Regions from separate parts of the Mus musculus genome. Here all the other regions are linked to region 1. The links are chromatin contacts, called in public HiChIP or PLAC-seq maps. All regions are on one chromosome and are shown on one strand. The core of a region is the stretch at or near the end of the contact, and the rest is flanking DNA. Distances in the headings are between cores, read along the strand shown. Region 1 holds the start of Col23a1 (collagen, type XXIII, alpha 1). Region 2 overlaps Col23a1 (collagen, type XXIII, alpha 1). Region 3 overlaps Col23a1 (collagen, type XXIII, alpha 1).

Evidence for each region. HiChIP or PLAC-seq counts read pairs in DNA pulled down with a chosen protein or histone mark.
Region 2: a contact with region 1 is called in an H3K4me3 HiChIP or PLAC-seq map of embryonic limb bud, with 3 times the contacts expected there. The contact joins the enhancer-like site here to the promoter of Col23a1 in region 1. A contact is called at or near these places in 6 of 39 promoter capture datasets (the HPC-7 cell line, cranial neural crest, frontonasal cranial neural crest and 3 more), 1 of 15 datasets of contacts at CTCF or cohesin (embryonic stem cells), 4 of 484 Hi-C or Micro-C datasets (bone marrow-derived macrophages, embryonic fibroblasts and embryonic stem cells), 13 of 115 datasets of contacts at active chromatin or transcription factors (craniofacial prominence, embryonic basal ganglia, embryonic forebrain and 8 more) and 2 of 9 other capture datasets (adipose tissue and liver).
Region 3: an H3K4me3 HiChIP or PLAC-seq map of craniofacial prominence shows a contact between it and region 1, with 4 times the contacts expected there. The contact joins the enhancer-like site here to the promoter of Col23a1 in region 1. A contact is called at or near these places in 6 of 39 promoter capture datasets (the HPC-7 cell line, cranial neural crest, frontonasal cranial neural crest and 2 more), 3 of 484 Hi-C or Micro-C datasets (the G1E-ER4 cell line, bone marrow-derived macrophages and uterus), 12 of 115 datasets of contacts at active chromatin or transcription factors (craniofacial prominence, embryonic forebrain, embryonic hindbrain and 6 more) and 2 of 9 other capture datasets (embryonic stem cells and pancreatic islet).

The regions. Positions count from the first base shown.
Region 1 is chr11:51,288,171-51,291,374 of GRCm38.p6, reverse strand. Col23a1 (collagen, type XXIII, alpha 1) reads right to left here and starts at 1,455. Exons shown (of 29, transcript NM_153393.2): 1 at 988-1,455. The coding sequence starts at 1,248.
Region 2 is chr11:51,500,926-51,504,129 of GRCm38.p6, reverse strand. All of the region lies in intron 2 of Col23a1 (collagen, type XXIII, alpha 1), which reads right to left. Among named protein-coding and RNA genes, the nearest start is that of Phykpl, 82 kb to the left of the region's middle. Within about 2 kb of position 1,614, at least 11 of the 459 cell types and tissues checked have an H3K27ac peak or open chromatin away from gene starts, as enhancers often do. A contact at or near this core is called in embryonic limb bud, where this site is marked.
Region 3 is chr11:51,467,868-51,471,071 of GRCm38.p6, reverse strand. All of the region lies in intron 2 of Col23a1 (collagen, type XXIII, alpha 1), which reads right to left. Among named protein-coding and RNA genes, the nearest start is that of Phykpl, 120 kb to the left of the region's middle. Within about 2 kb of position 1,746, at least 31 of the 459 cell types and tissues checked have an H3K27ac peak or open chromatin away from gene starts, as enhancers often do. A contact at or near this core is called in craniofacial prominence, embryonic limb bud and uterus, where this site is marked.

The DNA.
Region 1 (3,204 bases), core at 206-2,705:
AGGTATTGTCAGATGGAGTATCAGTAGACAGAAGATCAGAAGTCCAGGCATACAATGGCCATCTTCTTTTGTTTTTGTTGTTTGTTTTGATTTCTTGAGACAGGGTCTTCCTCTGGCTGTCCTGGACAGGATGACCTCAAACTCAGAGATCCTCATGCCTCTGCCTCCAAAGTGCTGGGATTAAAGGCGCTCATCAATATGCCCAATGGTTGGCATTTATTTATTTATTTATTTATTTATTTATTTATTTATTTATTTTCGTTCTGAAGCCCAGGCTGGACCTGCATCTCAACTATATAGTTTAAGCCAGCCCCCAACTTGTAGAGAGATTCACACAATTCAGCCTCCTAAATTCTGGAATTACAGATGCCACCAGGGCAGGCTCAAAACAGGAGTCTTAACCCTCGGAAAACAAACCTAAGACGCTTTGGGGGTGGCCTGTAGAGATCACCACCCAGCCAAACGCGCACAGAGGCAGCTAGCTCAGCTGTGTCCTAGTCTTCGATGCACAGTTTTAGTGGGCCAGCTAAGGAACACAGCACATCTAGGCCAGAGCCGCTCCCAACCTAACCTTCCCGGACACAGAGGAAGGGCTGGCCTGAGCCTTGAGGTGGTCCGGACTGTTTCAGGCAGACTAGCCGTGGGAACGCAAGAGCCTCATTAGTATCTCCAGCGCTGGAGAGCAGGCAGAGGCTGTGGGTCTGAGCACACACTTCAGTAGAGACTCCGCACTCAGGACTGTTGTTACCCCAAGGTCTTTCTTTACCATAGCCCCTTAGTGTTACCTAAACAGCCCTTTAAGTTGTTTTTCCTGCAGAAGCAAGTCCCGGCACAGAAGCTGGACAGCAGGACCCTTCCCCACCAGCGACCCCAGTGCAATCCACTAGGTGAGTCCTGCTCCTGAAGGTGACGATCAACGCCGCCCCCGCAGCCCTACACCCCCTCGTGAAGCGGGACATCCCCCGGCCGGCGATCGCGCGCCCTCACCTCCCGTAACAGGCGCTCCAGGTGCGTTTCGGCCCAGGCGGCCAGGGCTCCGGACGGCCCCGCATGCCGCAACAGCTCGCGCTCCTGCTCCAGCGCCGCCACTCGGCCATGCAGGGCGGCCGCCTGGGCTCCCAACAGGAGACAGGCGGCCGCAGAGCCCACCGACAGCAGCAGGCACAGCGCGCTCAGCGCCCGCGACCCGCAGCCCGCTCCGGGGTCCTGCGCGCCTCCTCCGCCCGCCGCGCGCTCGCCCGCGCCCATGGCGACCCGCCGGCTCTGCGTCGGCGCTGCGGCCCGGGGCGGCTCCAGGTCGGCGGCTGCGGGGCTCCGCGTCCGGGTGGCCGCGGATCGCGCACGCCCCCCTAGCCGCCCGCTCAGACTCAGCGGCCACTGCGGGCAGTTCCTTCTATGCAAATAGACCCCGCCAGAAAAGGCGCGGGGACCCACCCAGGGGAGGAGCGGCCGGACGGGGAGGGCGGGGGTGGTGGTGGGGGCCTGGCGCTCATCAGCTCCTCGCAGTCCGGGCCCTCGCCTAGCGGGTCCCGGAGCGCGAGCCTCTGTACCCCGCCGGTGCCACCCGAGGCACCCTATGCGGCCGGGCTCGGCTCTGTCGCAGGCCGCCTGAGGTTGAGGCACTCACTGTTCGAGCCTTGGGAGTGTTCCCCAAGCTTGTAGATTGACCTTTCTGACACTTGCAAAGCAAAACTTGGAACTCTGTGGGAAAGTTAGAGGTTCTTTCTAGACGGTAGCTGAGCGCCGCTTGGTGGCCAAAAGCGACCCCTGCGGGTGTGCGCAGGAAGACTTGGTAACCGAGAATCAAAGAGAAAGAGAAACAAAGGAAGGAAAGAGGAAAACTAGTGAGAGGAATGTGGAAGGAAAGAGAGAAATAAGGAGAATAAGAGACAAGGAAGGAGGCAAACTAGGCACCTCTTATAGTCAATGTTCACCATAGCAACTCAGGCATGGACACTAGACAAAAAAGCTCATACTTCTTTCCTGAACCAGAGGGAGCAGTTAGTTCAGGAAGCAGACAAAAAACAAATGGGAAAAGTGTCTAAAACTTGGTATACCTTGAATTCTGCAGGGACAGACTTAGCCCAAACCCAAATCTGGAATGCATCATACTGACTTGTCTTAACCACAGTTACATTAGGACACCAATCGGGCCCAAAGAGAAAGCCATCCACTTACAGGGATGGCCAGAGAGGCTGAAGTTGGAATCCAGGTTTTAGCTGCCAGGGCCCCCACAAGGCATATTTATACCTCAAAACTGGTCTCAAGTAACTGTCACATTAACTCCTGGGACACCCTTTCGAGAAGAGTCAGTCCTGAGTTTGGAGCCTGGTAAGGGGCACACGTGATGGAGTGGGTTTTAGATAATTTTCCACCTTCCCTTCTGACTCTCCTGTGGCTGTCTTCTTAATTTCTGTGGCTGCATTATCCATTCTGTATTCTTAAAGCCTGTTGAGACCCAGCAACACTCCTACTCCCCTAATTAAAAGGGAAATCACCCAGCTGGCAAGACCCTCTGAACTAAAACTTCCTGGGGTTGGAGGCTGTGGCCTCAGGTAAAGTGGAGTTTCTGGTAGTGGTTATAAAGTCTTGGCCCTGTGTGAAAACTGTGCCTGTGCCCAACAAATATTCTGAAAACCTCTTGCCAAGCAAACCTGACAGTCTACTGAAGTCTCTGAAAAGACGCCAACACCGTATTACAAGTTAGCACCCATTCTCACTACCCATTACCTACCAGTGTTAGTGTTAATGGGTACTGTTTCATTCTAGAAGCGTCTGTGTATTGAACAGGGCGATTGCTCCCTGGGTCTTTATTCTTGTCAGATACCTATGTGGATTAGCCTTCCTCCCAGACTGTGAAGAGCAAGCGCCTAATCCTGAAGTCAAGGTTTCCAGAGCCTGTCCCAGACTGCCCAATCTGAGGTGGCCTCGTTCTCAGTCCCCTTCATGATTAATCAGGAGATGGGGACATCTGTCCTAGTTACCTTTTAACTGTATCCTCTTGTTTCAGGCACCGCTGTCTTCTTACAGAACACTATCTGGCCTATAGCCGACGTTCAATAAACACTGGGTAAGTGAATCGAGATGAGAAATATGTTTACCATCTGCAGTTCTCAGTTGGAAAGGCAGGAAAGAAAACACTCAGTTACTTGTCAATTGGGGTCCTAGAAGGAAAGGCGGCATCCTCAGAACAGGTGATTGAAG
Region 2 (3,204 bases), core at 365-2,864, 210 kb before region 1:
TCTGATGTGCACTTCTGGCAAGGACTGTGTGATACAATGCAGTCCCTGAATGGTCACAGGCTCCTCTGAGGCAGAAGTGATCCCTCCCCCATTCTCCGGAAGCAGAAAGTTGACCCAGAGAGGCCTAGTCACTGGCTTGAAGCCATCTGACCACAGCAACACTCGTGCTCAAAGCCTCCATACCCTTCTGCCTCTCGATCAGCAGAGAAAGGACAGATCCCACACCGTTCTAGTAGCAGGGGCCAAGCAGACTAAACCAAAGGCCTCCCTCCTAACCTCTAAATGAACCCCCAGACTCTGTCGACATTGCCTCATACCCAGGAGCCCCAAGGGTGTGGGCAGACTCATCACACCCACCATTTCTGTCTACTGACCGCCTTACCGAGGGCAGCGAATCCTATTTCAGAGAGTGTCGTCTCGGCTCTAAACAGTATGTGTAGGAACTGCGACCTTCTAGCAACACCATGAGGCAAGTACTGTTCTTCCACTTTTGTAGTTGTGAGGGGTAAATAACCTAACCGAACTCAGGCCCTGCAGCCCATCTGCCTCTTTCTGTTCCCCCCAGGCCCAGCACTGTCTTTTCTGTGCATGGGCATAGCCTCGAGCCTGTGTCTCTCCGTTTCCTCTCTTGCCTTCTGCTTTGCATTTGCTGTCGCATGGTCAGGAGGATATTTCCCTACTGTAAATCTCATTATGGTGTTTCCCTTACAATATGGGGTCTCGCCATTCTTGAAACACACAGCTGCCTGGCGGAGATTGAGACGGGACTGGGTCTCTCTGTGTGCTGCTCTGCCTGCCCCTCTTTGCCCAGATGCACACTCTCCACCGAGCTGTTTCTCCCGTATCTTCAGTATCCATTCTTTATGTCTTGTTGGGGGAGAAACTCCTACCCGTCCTCAGGATTCAGCTAGGACATGGGGTTATGTCATCTCCTCCCTGCCTGCTCACCTTTGGATGAGGGCTAGTCATTTTCTGCAGTCCTTAGCAACCCAAGACAGTGTTTGCCCATCTGTCTAGACCTTGAGCCCCACACAAGCAGGAAGCTGTTGGATTTATTCAGATGTTCTTGGTGCCTCCAGCTAAGCTGCACTAAGGTGGTCATCACTGATCACCGAACAAGGCTATGTCTCCCAAGGTGTCTAGCAGCAGGTTGGGTCTGGGGACAGACTTTGTTCCTTGTCCGTATTTCACACCTCTGACTTCTCTTGTGCTCTGAGCCTCCATGCCATACTTACTGCCCACTGGTGGTGAGGGTTGCGAGATGCCAGTTTCTTATCTGAGGGCAAGCTGCTACAGTCCCTGTAGGACTGAAAAGCACATACTTGAGTGAATCTAGCCTCAGTAAACTGCTCTTAACCACTCCCTAGGGAGAGCCCCGAGACCCCAGATAATTAGCTGCATGTGTGTGGGAGACAGGCCTGTTTTTTTCTCCAAGGATTTATGAGCAGGGTGGGGGGGTCGGGGGGGGGTCTATTCTCACTGGTTCCCATCTCAGGAAAGACCCTCTCTCTGGAACACTTGCTGAATATTCCATCAACAGAGAACCCATATGCTCACGGTAAGCCTGCCTGACATCGTCGTCCGCCATATGTTTCTTGTCTCCTACGCATTTTAGCACCAGCTCCGGGGAATGCCTGCATGGCTGAGCGTCCCTAAACACAGCTCCGAAAGGAACACTTAGACTTTACCCTCATGAAAGCCACCACTGCGCTTTCCAAACAGACTTGGAAGCGTATTCAAAGTTTATTTAGAATTAACTCTTTCTTTTTCTTTTTTCTCAGAGTGCTTATGGTTCCTTTCTCTGAGCTCTGGCTCACTGGAACCTCGGGAACAATCCCTTTATCTTATAGACAAGGAACACTTAGAAAAGAGCAGAGAGGTGTGAGCAGCCGCTCATCTGTCCAGAGGGGCATTTCTTCAACTCACATTCTCTGGCTTTCTCTCTTGAGCTCAGAGCCTCTAACGATGCAGGCAGGTGATCTATAAGGAGCCACACCCTTGGCCCTGGTGCTCTCTGCATCTGTTGGCCGATACACTCTCTGTCACTTTCTTTGGCTCCATTCTTGTTCCTCACACAGTCACTTTGCATCTGTTTATACTGCTACACACAACTACTTAAGTCTATCCCCTTAATCCCAGCATTTGGGAGGCAGAGGCAGGTGGATTTCTGAGTTTGAGTTCAGCCTAGTCTACAGAACAAGTTCCAGGACAGTCAGAGCTACACAGAGAAACTCTGTCTTAAAAAACCAAACCAAACCAAACCAAACCAAACCAAACCAAACCAAACCAAACCAAACCAAACCAAACCAAACCAAACATAAAACTACCTAAGACTTAGTCAGGGGTTAGTGAATCCATCTACACATTAGTTCGTTCATCCATCCATCCATCCATCCATCCATCCATCCATCCATCCATCCATCCATTCATCCATCCATCCAACCATCCATCCATCCATTCATCCATCCATTGATTGATTAATCTTTCTTCACCTTTTTGACTGTTCATGTATCCACCCATACATCCATTCACTCATTCCACCCAATCCATCCTTCCCTCCCTCCCTCCCTCCTTCCCTTCCTCCCTCCCTCCCTTTCTCATCTGTCTTCCTATCCATTTATCATCTACTCACCTACCCACCCATCCATTGATTCACAAATCATTGTTCATTCATGCTTTTGACTATCTGTCTTTCTGTTGGTGCATCTTTCTCTCCATTCATCCACACTTCCATCTATCTGTCCATCCATCCATCCATCCATCCATCCATCCATCCATTCACCTGCCATCTATCCTTCCATCCTCCCATCCACCCATTAATTTATCAGTCTTTGCTCATTTATCTTATTGGCTATTCATCTGTCTGTCCTATCCACTTGTGTGTCCACTGGTCCACCCACCCACCTACCCACCAACAAAGGACACACTGATAGCCCACCCTGTGCCTTAGCAAGCCCCCCCGGATACTTCAGTGAGCACATTTCAATTCTTGAGGCAAGCTGATGAGCTCTTACCTCCATCCCAATGACCCATCAATAGCTCACAAGGGGTCTGGGAGCATCATCAAGAACCAATTACCTCCCAGCATGGGAATTTAACTAGAGAGATACCGATGTTATGGGGGACCTAGGAAGGGCTACTAGTGCCTGGGAAGGAGTTTGGGTTCTGAAGGGGAGATGAAATTATGCCCAGGTAAGAAAGCTG
Region 3 (3,204 bases), core at 497-2,996, 180 kb before region 1:
CACCTCTGGAGCAGCTGACACTAGTGCTGGACTTTAGAGGGAGCCACACAGAGCCTGCTCATTCCCTCACAGGCTTGCAAGCTTGTAAGGCTGTGCCGCGTTATCTTCACAATCCTTGTAAATACAGCCGGGGCTCATTAAGCCAGGGGGACCATCCTGTCAGGCCAATTAAGAGATGCTCAAACAGATAAATCAATAAAGAAATAAATGGTGATGGCAGGGACAATCTCTTTATGGCTGTTCTTTGGGGTGGGCTTTACAATGTTGCTTTGTATGTATTTTTTTCCCCCTAAATAAGCAACACTGTTTTCTTGGGACTGCATCCAAGAACATTAGATAAATAACCGAGACCCAGGTCCAGCTGCTCACAGGAAACCCTGTTCAGGCAGCCAGGGTGGGAGGGGGAGAGCAGGCTGCTTTGATGCGCGTGGTTGGGGTACCCATGGCGGTGGCATCCGGAGCTCAGTGTGACCTCGCCAGGCCCTGCAGGCTCTGAGTATGACCTTGGGCTGCAGGTCAAGGCTTAGCTTTAGCTTCCTCCTGGCCTTGCCTTCCCCCGGGCTCGCAATTGTTAGCTTGGAGGCCCTCATCTTCTCACTGCCTGAGGGATCGCCGTGACTTGAGCAGTCCAGGCAGTCGCTCTGAGACTCTGCTGGCTGGAGATGCCGCGCCCAGCCTCACTTCACTGCTGCGGGCAGAGTGGCGTCCTTGCTTATGGCCAAGATGTGCTCTGTGCCTGTGACATACCTTTGCCCCATCTTTGGGTGCTAGAGCACCATTATCCTTTCTGCACATTGAGTTCCATAAGGCCAATAAAGTCTCTTTTCCAGCCCCTCAACTGCCCCGCCCCCCAGCCCCAGCCCCAGGGCAGGTTCCCATCTGCCTCTCCATCTCTCCCATATAGTTTAATCTCCAGCCTCCTCTGAGCCTTCACCTCCTTCTCACTCCCACCTTTCTAGACATTTGCCACCCTGTCTCTGAGAGAGTGATTTCAGATCATGCTTCCTCCCCAGGAAACCCTCTACTACAACCAGAATAAGTCTTGTGTCTTTGTCTGACTTCCCTCCCCACCCTCACCTCTTTCTAGGACCAACAAAGCACCTGCTTTAGACAACACAGTACAGTCGCCACACTAAGTGTCCCCCCCTCTCCCTGCTTCAGTGCTTGTCAGAGTCTCTCCGGCATTCAGATGTCATCTCCTCTCTGGAGACTTGTCTGACTCGCTCGTGCATCTAGGGAGTGAGGCCCTGCTCTCCTCTACCGTCCTGTGACCCACTTGGCGATGGGATGCCAGCCTGCATGGCCACAGCAGCTGGACTGTGCTTTCCCCACCTCGGAGTTTCAGGCATCTGGAATACAGGCTTGGAAGGATGTGGGCACACGGTTGAGTGTTTGTTGACACTGAGTTCTGCACACTCTGCATTTGCAACCCTTCTTGGAGTGGTTGCGGTGTGACTGTTAGGCAGCTCATTGGCTATCAGACAAAAGTCGCTTGTGGTCAGGTCTAGGAGTTCCCTGTGGCCGAATCGTTCTGAGGCTATCGATGGGATATAAATCAGCACAGGCTGGGGCGGCCTGGAAACGGCTGGCGGTATCTGCTCCAACTCCACTGATGCTATCCAGATGTGGGCTGCTGTGCTGAAGCCTGTTGCTGGTAATTAAACTGACAAGAGTTCCAAGGTAGATGAGGCTAGCGGACTTGGGCAGGTCACCCTTCTCTGTGGCCCCCATTTCGCCTCTGAGGCTCAGCTAGCTTATCAAACTCAAGTGAGTGGTGGAAGGCCCCTCCCCCACGCCACTGTCCCGACGCAGAAATATACTTGCGGATTCAGCAGAGCTTGAGCCCCTTACTTAGGGTGAGAATGTTCCCTTGGGGTGCTGGGAAGTCTATCCCCACTTCAGAATGGAATGCACGAGACCTCTAGGTGGGTAGCATGCTCTCTTGTGGAAGCTGAGAGCCCTGAAGTGTTAGGGAGCTGGGGGCCAATCCAAAGCCAACTACGGCAGAGGAGTCCTCATAGTCTGTTTCTGAGCAAATGTCCTCTGTCACTCTCCCACTGGATGGCTCGTCTTCCTAGCACATCATGCTCACTGCTGAGACAGCTGCATTGCTCACAACGATGCACACAAACCAGCTTGTGCAGGCTTCTTAGGGGAATGCCCACCACCACTGAGGGCCCCTGCCGGAGCCAGCCACTTAAAAAGATGGAGAAAGATGAGACCCAGCTGTTGCTCTCACACAGCTCATTTGCCAGGCTAGGTGGTGGGCCATGGCCCAGGGACAAGTTCCCTAAGGGAGATGCCTCATGTACAGAAACGGATGGCGTGGGGTCACAGTTTCTACACGTGGGGATCATAGAAGGCTTTACCTGAGCATGGGCTCGAATGGTGACGGCTTAGGCATGTTAAGAGGACAGGTATGGACATTTAGAAACAAGACATAGAACCAAGCAATTCTGGGCAGACCTATCACATCTAGAGCTTTCAATTCATGAAACACAGAGTGAGAAATAATCCGTAGGGCTATGGCAGGGGGGCAAGGAGGAGGAATTCTAAGGCCTGAAAAGGGAGGGGAGGTTCTGTCTTGGTGCTTTTTCCTGTCTGTCTGTCTATCTGTCTGTCTATCTGTCCTGGTGTCCATTCTTATGCAGATGTATTTGGAGACCAGAGAATGACATCAGCATGCCCCCCCTTCCCGTGACCCTTCCCCTTATTTTTTGAGACAGAGTCTCTCACAGAACCTGGAGCTTGCTGTGCATTTTGGCCAACCCCAGGTGGCACATGAGCCTTGGGGATAGGCCTGTCTTTACCAGCCCTTCGTCACTGTGTGACTTAACTGACCAACAGGATCTTCAAAAGTGACAGTCACAGAACCAGAGAGTGGAACTGTGGGTGGCAGAGGCAGGGAACAGCTAGTCAAAGGACACACAATTTCAGTTAGGGGAGTAAACTCAAGAGACGCATACACCACTGCTTAACTACAATGTTCTAGCCATAACCATATGCTATATGCCAGGTGGCAGATATGCTAATGAGCTGGGTTCAGCTATTTTATACAGTAAACATATATAAAACACCATAATATATATAATTTACATTTGTCAGATAAAAGAAATGCACAGGCAGGGGAGCTATAACTCAACCAGTAAAGCACTTGCTATGCAAGCATGAGGAACCAGGTTCCATTCCCAAGAGCTCAGGTAG